Regions from separate parts of the Mus musculus genome. Here region 2 is linked to region 1. The links are chromatin contacts, called in public HiChIP or PLAC-seq maps. All regions are on one chromosome and are shown on one strand. Each heading gives the region's core, a stretch centred on a gene start, on an enhancer-like site or on the middle of the called end of the contact. The rest is flanking DNA. Distances are from core to core; before and after follow the strand shown. Region 1 holds the start of Ankrd44 (ankyrin repeat domain 44). Region 2 has its middle 34 kb from the start of Ankrd44.

Region 1 (3,835 bases), core at 149-2,648:
ACCACGCCCAGCTTAGTCTGGTCTTTTGCTTCCTAAATACTTCTCCTTATGATCCTTTATTTCGGTTTGGAATTATATTAATCTGCAATGCCTATCTGGTTTATATGAGTGCCCTTTGAGAGTAGGCACCTGTCTTACTTACGGGCTCTAGTGTGACAAAAAAAGGAAAAGTGACCAAAAACAACTTGAGGAAGAAAGAATTTGTTTGTACTTCCGCTTCCACATCACAGTTCATCACTGAAGGAAGACAGGGCAGTAACGCAAGGCAGGAACCTGGAAGCAGGAACTGAAGCACATGCCAGGAAGAAGTGCTGCTTACTGGCTTGGTGCTCATGGCTTGCTCAGTCTGCTTTATTATACACCCAAGATTACCCCTACCCAGGGTGACACAACTCACAGAGAGCTGACCCCGACCACATTAATCATCAGTTTTTCTTAATTAATTTTCTTAATGCCCCTACCAGCTTGCTCACGGGTCAATCTGGTGGGAGCCTTTTTAAAAAACAAACAAACAAACAAACAAACAAACAAACAAACCTGAGGCTCCCTCTTCTCAAATGACTGTAGCCCGTGTCAAGTAGAGGTAAAAACTAGCCAGCAGAATATCTTACCTGCTTATGCTCCATTTCTCTCCATGCCCAGTCACTGCCGGAATTTATAAGTGCTTTTCCAGATCGCAGAAATACCAACACTTACTACGGATTGCTACCTCTGTATTAGAAGCCTAATCTGTCGGACAGCTGTCTTCTGTGTGTGTAGGGTGGAAAGTGGGCAGCATGCAACTTACTCTTGTAGGAATAAATCAGCTAGGACTTATTTAATGCAGTAATTTAGTAGGACTCTTTTTTTCCTACTCAGTTTCACCTTCAGTCCCAAGCCTAGGCTACCAAGTTAGGGTAGTGTGTGGTTTAACTAGGAGGTGACCGGAGGGTCACAGCTCCCGTTCCCACCGCTATATGTTTAGAGAAACCCTGGACTCAACAACGCATCCATGGCCTCCTTATATTAAACAAAGAGACTGTCAGCCCAGCGCCTAGGTGGCAGAAATTCGGAGCGCCGGAGCAATCTGATTAGGGAAGAGGTTTAGGGAAAGGGGGTGTGACACAGTCTGCAGGGTGAAAGTTGGTGGCCTGTGAGTAGCAAGCTTTCTGGACCCCTGGGGTGTGTCGGCGAGGGATTGCCCATCGGTGGCGTGCGCGTGGGTGGGATTGCTGGGGAGGGTCAGCGTCAGGCCCCCTCCCCTTTCGGCTGGCTCCTGGCGGAGCGGGGTGCAGGTGTGGGAGGGCGCCGGGGCCGAGGGCTGCGAGGAGCCGCCGCGGGCGGCAGGAGGCAGCGTCGGCCCGGGCGGCGCGAGGCAGCGCGCGGTGATGTCAGTGGCGGCCCGGCTGGCAGCGGCCGGCACTTCCTGTATAAAGGCGGGCGGGCCGGGCTGCGACTCCCGCGAGCCGGGGCTGGGCTCTGAGAGGCAGGCGGCGGCGGCCGAGCAGTGGCGGGGCTGTCACCTTCGCGAGCCCAGCTCCTGGAGCTTTCCCGGGCCGTCCCTTCCGCGTCCCCGGGCTCCCGGCGTTGACATCTGCGGAGCGGAGAGCTGTATGTGCGCGCGCGCGGGAAAGGAAGAATGGCAGTGCTCAAACTCTGCGAGCAGGTAGGGGCGGCGGGGAGCGGAGAAGGGGGCGCGGCGGGCGCCGAGCGAGCGGAGCGCGCCCCGGGCTGTTTACGCGCAGCCTTTGAGCGTGCACGGCCTGCCGCGGGGCTCGGCTCCCGCGCAGTCTCCGCCCTGGGCCGTCGCAAGTGCGCGTTCGCGGCCGGAGAGGGTCGGCGAGATGCGGGAGTGGCCGCCGGACGCGGGGAACGCGGGTCGCAGCCGCACCGGGAGAGGGGAGCCTCGGACTGCGTCGTGCACTCAGGAGCAGTCAGCCTGGGGGTGCTCGGGGGAAGGCTGCCCGTGGGCTCAGGAGGAGGAAGGTGGACGGCGGGAGAGAGGATCTCAGCCTCGCAGCCCCGCTTCCCCAGACCTCTCCCGCGTCAGGCAAGAGACTGGCCGGGATCCCCGCTCCCGTGCAATAGGCTATCTTCATCGGTTGGATAGGACACCCCGACTTCCTCTTTAGTTGCCCAGGGGCTGGGTGTGGGATGTGGGATTGAGGGTGCAGAGAGACGCGAGCTCTCGGCCCAGGTCTCCGAATAGGAGATGGAGTCAGGTCCCAGGCTGAGCTCGCAGGCGCTGGTGCCCCTCAGCTTTGTTGCTTTTTTGACGGAGACATCACACCCGGCAGCCCCAGAGTTCAGCTTGAAGCCATGAAATTATTTATTGAATCCGATTGACAGTCTTTGCTACAGGTCTGGACATTGACACACACGGGAAGTCCAACTAAATTGCCTGAAACACAAAACAAAACAAAACAAAACCTCACAATTCTTTACATGAAAAGGGGGGAAACGTCCCGGTTTATGCATCTACACTGAAATGAACATTGTTTTGGGGGCCTGGTAAGCGAAGAGGCGATCTTGACTTTGATACATGGTGTCAAACAGGCCAGTCCCCTCTATTAAGCACCTCCAACTTCTTAATAGGTTGCATCTGGCGTCTTGCTAGTTAGAATTCAGCCAGAATATTCTGCAACTTAAATGCAACCTTTGCGGTAGTGAGCCACAATGGTTTGTTTTGCCCCTTTAGATTAAATTTACTTCAGCTTGCTTTCCTTAAGTATTTACAGCCCCGCTTTCTTCCCCTCCCCGCCTTGGTTCAGAAGTCACTGAGTTAAAAACTCTGTTAAATTTAGCAGGGAGAGCAGCTGTTAATTGTGTGAACCTGTCCCTCCTCGTTGGCTACTGAGCATTTAAAGTGCTTGTAAATTGATATTAGGATTTTCTCTACCCTTTGTTTCCAATTTTTGCCAACTGTTAGACATCTGCTTATTTTAAGTCTTATGCTGTATTGTGTCCAGAGTCCTGTCAACGATGATGGTACACATTCCCCTACTTTGTTAATTCCTAAGTCTGCAGAGTCGAGTAGAACAACACGGTGCTAGTAGGCATTGGTATGTTAGACATAGGAAAGCATTCGGTGTAGAATTTTACTTAGAAAGATGCTAATCATTTATCCCGAGTTCCTTATTTTCTAAGTAAAACAGCTGACTGGGAAAAGCAAGAGTCTTCCTCAGGAGCCTCAGCTGTCTGCTGGCGGTGTCCACCTCCCAGGCTGCTCTGGAGGCCCTGAGATATCTCTTCTTCCTTTCAGCAGATGTGGTGAGGCAGGGCATGAAGGAGCTTCTTCCCCCAAACACCCCAGCCCTGGTGAAGGGGGTATCACTGGGCTTTGGGGGCACAGAAAGTTATTCTCCGGCTTCTCAGAGCAAGGGTTTCAAAGATGTTTGTCTTTGGAAATCTTTCTAAACACACCCGCTTTGTTCTGTTTGTAAACTTCACTTGCCATCAGGGGAGAAAGAGGTAAAACCTTCATTTGACTCCATCTCCTGACATATAGAAAGAGCCAAGGAGTTCTGTGATCCAGGAACACCTAAAAACCACCAGTCTATCTTGGGACAAAGCCAGAGGAAGATGGGGTGTGGTGGTGGTAGGGTGGGGTGGGGTGCAGTGGTGAGCAAGGATGGTTTCTGTGTTTCTTTAGGTCCAGGAAGTGTGTTCTTCTTGCCTTATATAGTCTTACTTTTTGTTTGAATCTTACTTCTTAGAAGTTGGCTTTTAACCTCAGCTACTCATGCTAACAACCTGTGGATTAAACTCCTCCCAGAAGAGCTTTGCCCCATCACTGTGGGTGGGGAGGCACCTGCATGGAATCCCTGCTTCAGCTTGAGGTGGATCAGCTTGCTCT
Region 2 (3,435 bases), core at 483-2,982, 34 kb before region 1:
CTAATTCCACAACAGGGGTCAGCTGCTTCTGTCCATTGGTTGGGTGCAAATATCTGCATCTGACTTTTTCAACCGCTTGTTGGGTCTTTTGGAGAACAGTCATGATAGACTCCCTCTATTTTGTGAGTCTCCATAGACTCAGTAATAATGTCAGGCCTTGGGACCTCCTCTTGAGCTGGACCCATTTTGGGCCTGGCTTTGGACCTTCTTTTCCTCAGGCATAAATAGGAACAATTTTATGTGTTGATTAAAAAGGATGTTTGGGCCAGGGAGATGGCTCATAGGTAAGAGTTTGCAGATAAGTCTGACCCTGACTTTGTATTCCCAGAAGCAACCTCAGACTCGGTGGTGTGTGTCGAAAATCCAAGCGCTCCTAGGTTAAGACAGGAGGCAAAGATAGGACCAGCCAGCGGCAGCTGCTGGGCCATGCCACACACAGTACCAGACACGGAAACAAAGTCTGAATCATTCTTTGAATTCCACTTGTGTGTTGTGACACACATGCCCTCACACACGTACATAAAAACCTACAAATATTTTTAGAAAAAGACATTTTACAAGGGTCAGCAAGATGACTTGGTGTGAGTGCAGGTGCCTGCGGCCAAGCCTGGAAACCTGTGTTTGACCCTGAGGAGCCACTTGATTGAGGGAACTGACTCCCACAGGTGCCCCCTGACCTCCAAAGCGTGGCCTGTTATACGTGCACCCATCCACACGGTGAATACATAAATAAACAAATACAGACAATTAAAAAATGAAAAGATGCTTTGCTAATGAGTAACCAAAGAAAAGCAAATTAAAACAATAAGTTGACCTTTTCCCCAGAAGATTGATGAAGACTAAGTATAGATGATTCCTTTGTACTCTGGTTAGAATTATAAGTTGGTTTAAAACAACTTTCTAGAGGCAATATATATTTCTTGTTTAAAAAAAATAAACTCTGAGTCAGGCAGTGATTGTGCAAGACCGTTGATCCCACCACTCAGGAGGCAGAGGTAGGTGGATCTCTGAGCTTGAGGCTAGCCTGGTCTACAGAACAAGTTCCAGGACAGCCAGGGCTACACAGAGAACTCCTGTTCTGAAAAATCCAAAAACAAACAAAACAAAAATCAAAAATAAAAGCCTGTATACTACATATTCTAGCCTTTTTATTCCTAATAATTTCTAAAGGCATATTTAGACAAAGGACAAGTAAGGGTAGGGATGCAGGGTGGGATAGTGTCTGTTATAAGCGGTCCAGTGCACATGACTATAGCATTAGGAGGCATCTTTAAAAAACAGACAGGGCTCAGATCCCCACTAGCTGTAAACTGTGCTGGTATTTCCCATCAAGGCTTTGCTGTGTGTTAAGTCCTAGGGGCCAGAGAGGTCAAATATCTCAAGTACTATAGAGGTGAGTGCCTGGGAGGTGTGCTTAATGAAAGGGCTCAGGGAGAGACTGTTCCAAACTGTGCTGTGGCCAATGGCGTTTTGTTTTGTTTTGTTTTAAATAAAGGGCATTTTCACCCCCCTTAGGAACGGTAAACTTAGTACAAAGCTTTGGATTGTTTTGTAGGGGGAAATCTTGAGTTGATTCAAAGGACATCAAGAGTAGACTCTCAATTGAAACCAGATGCTCCTGTTGTGATTGTCTTTTAATGGTCATCAGCAGTCAAACCTTAAAGCCCATATCTTCGGCTCAGTGAGTCATGCCCTGGTGGCTGGACAAACTGCCTGGCTGCTCCCTTCACGAGGGGCAGACAGCTCCCCCAGAACATGTGGTTCTGGAGGGCTCTCTACGTGCCAGGCCCCATGTCTAAGTGCAAACTCACCCAACGTCACGTATCACGAAGACGCTTGCAGAGTAAGTTTGCTTCCATTATATAAACGGAACATTGAGGATCTGAGAACTTAAATGACTCACAGTTATCCTGGAGAGATAGAGAGCCACTCATGTCAGACACTGCCGCCTGGCTCTTTGTTCCCACGCTGCCCGTCTCTTCTTCCTATATGGAACAGCAAAGCTGATAGTTGCCTGAATAATCCCATTGAGACTACAATGGGTTTCTAAAAAGTAGGATGCTTCCTCACTAATTGGGATCTAGCTGATGCCCTCGGCCTCTCCCCATCCAAGTGTTCTTCTTTTAGCTTCGCCTGACATGCCCCTGCATCAACTAGAGAGGCCAAACCTGGCCCGTTGGGACCTCCGGAATTTGGCTCTAAGGCCTTGTGCCTGGGTAGTACGTGACTTAGGGAGTCTGCACAACATCCCTGAGTAGAGTCGGGGCAGAGGCAGGGCAGCTCAACAAATTCCATCTCTCAGTTAAAGATTTCCTCATATGGGTCAATTCTTTATTTTTTAATTAATCATTTTATTCATTTACATTTCAAATGATATTCCCCTCTTCCCAGTTACCCCTCCACAAAGCCCTCATCCCATCCCCCTCCCCCCTCCCCTTTGCCTCTTTGAGGGTGCGCCACCCACTCACCCACACCCACCTCACCATGCTAGCATCCCCCCCCCCCCCATGCTGGGGCATCAAGACTCCACAGGACAAAGGGTCTCCCCTTCCACTGATGTCAGATAAGGCCATCCTCTGCTACCTATGTATCTGGAGCCATGGGTCCCTCCATGTATACTCTTTGGTTGGTGGTTTGGTCCCTGGGAGGGCTGGGTGGTCCAGTTAGTTGATACCGTTCTTCCTGCGGGGTTGCAATCCCCCTCAGCTCCTTCAACCCTTCCCCTAGCTCTTCCGTTGGGGTCCCCGGCTCAGCCCAATGGTTGGCTGTAAGTGGGTCAGTTCTAAGGTGGTCTCATTTCTACACAGCAGAATGCTGTGTGGAAACGCACATCTTTCCAAGCTTTCTGGGCTGAGGCAGATGAGACGTTTGGAGCTTTCATTCTGTGCTCTGTGCTTCCTGATAATGCCCTCAATCGCCCCATTATCTTCTTTGGGGAGAAATGGAGCCCATGAAAGACTGGGACCCGATGAACAAGAGCCTGGGGGTGAGCAGTCAGTGCTCTTAACCACGGACCCATCTCTCTAGCTTGGAATAGGCTTTTGGTTGTGTTGTTTTGTTTTCCCAAGACAGGTTTTTTCTGTGTAGGCCTGGCTGTAGACCAGGATGGCCTTGAACTCAGAGATCCACCTGCCTCTGCCTCCTGAGGAGTGTTGGGATTAAAGGCTTGTGCCACAGCGCCCAGCTGGGCAGAGGGATTTATGCGGTACAGAGGCACGGCTAGCACTTGCCGTGGGTGAGGCATAAGCAAATTGTTAAGATTGAGCTGCCTCCTAGAAAAGTCTTCTGTTGGTTGGATGTATGGGCAGAGAGAATCTGCTCAAATAATATCATGGAGCTGGGGCATGAAAATCACACACATGCTGTGCTTACAGCCCAAGTAGCCTGACTCTACAGTAATTATCACTTGTTTGTATTATCCAAAGACTTTTCTTT

What was found. HiChIP or PLAC-seq counts read pairs in DNA pulled down with a chosen protein or histone mark.
Region 2: an H3K27ac HiChIP or PLAC-seq map of large pre-B cells shows a contact between it and region 1, with 2.8 times the contacts expected there. The contact joins the enhancer-like site here to the promoter of Ankrd44 in region 1. A contact is called at or near these places in 10 of 39 promoter capture datasets (the 3T3-L1 cell line, cranial neural crest, embryonic stem cells and 6 more), 43 of 484 Hi-C or Micro-C datasets (the AML12 cell line, B cells, the BV-2 cell line and 31 more), 8 of 115 datasets of contacts at active chromatin or transcription factors (CD8 T cells, the NIH/3T3 cell line, the SCID.adh cell line and 4 more) and 2 of 9 other capture datasets (adipose tissue and pancreatic islet).

The regions. Positions count from the first base shown.
Region 1 is chr1:54,923,950-54,927,784 of GRCm38.p6, reverse strand. It overlaps Ankrd44 (ankyrin repeat domain 44), which reads left to right and starts at 1,398. Exons shown (of 28, transcript NM_001081433.3): 1 at 1,398-1,645. The coding sequence starts at 1,619.
Region 2 is chr1:54,959,033-54,962,467 of GRCm38.p6, reverse strand. No RefSeq gene overlaps it. Among named protein-coding and RNA genes, the nearest start is that of Ankrd44, 34 kb to the right of the region's middle. Within about 2 kb of position 1,732, at least 21 of the 459 cell types and tissues checked have an H3K27ac peak or open chromatin away from gene starts, as enhancers often do. A contact at or near this core is called in the NIH/3T3 cell line, where this site is marked.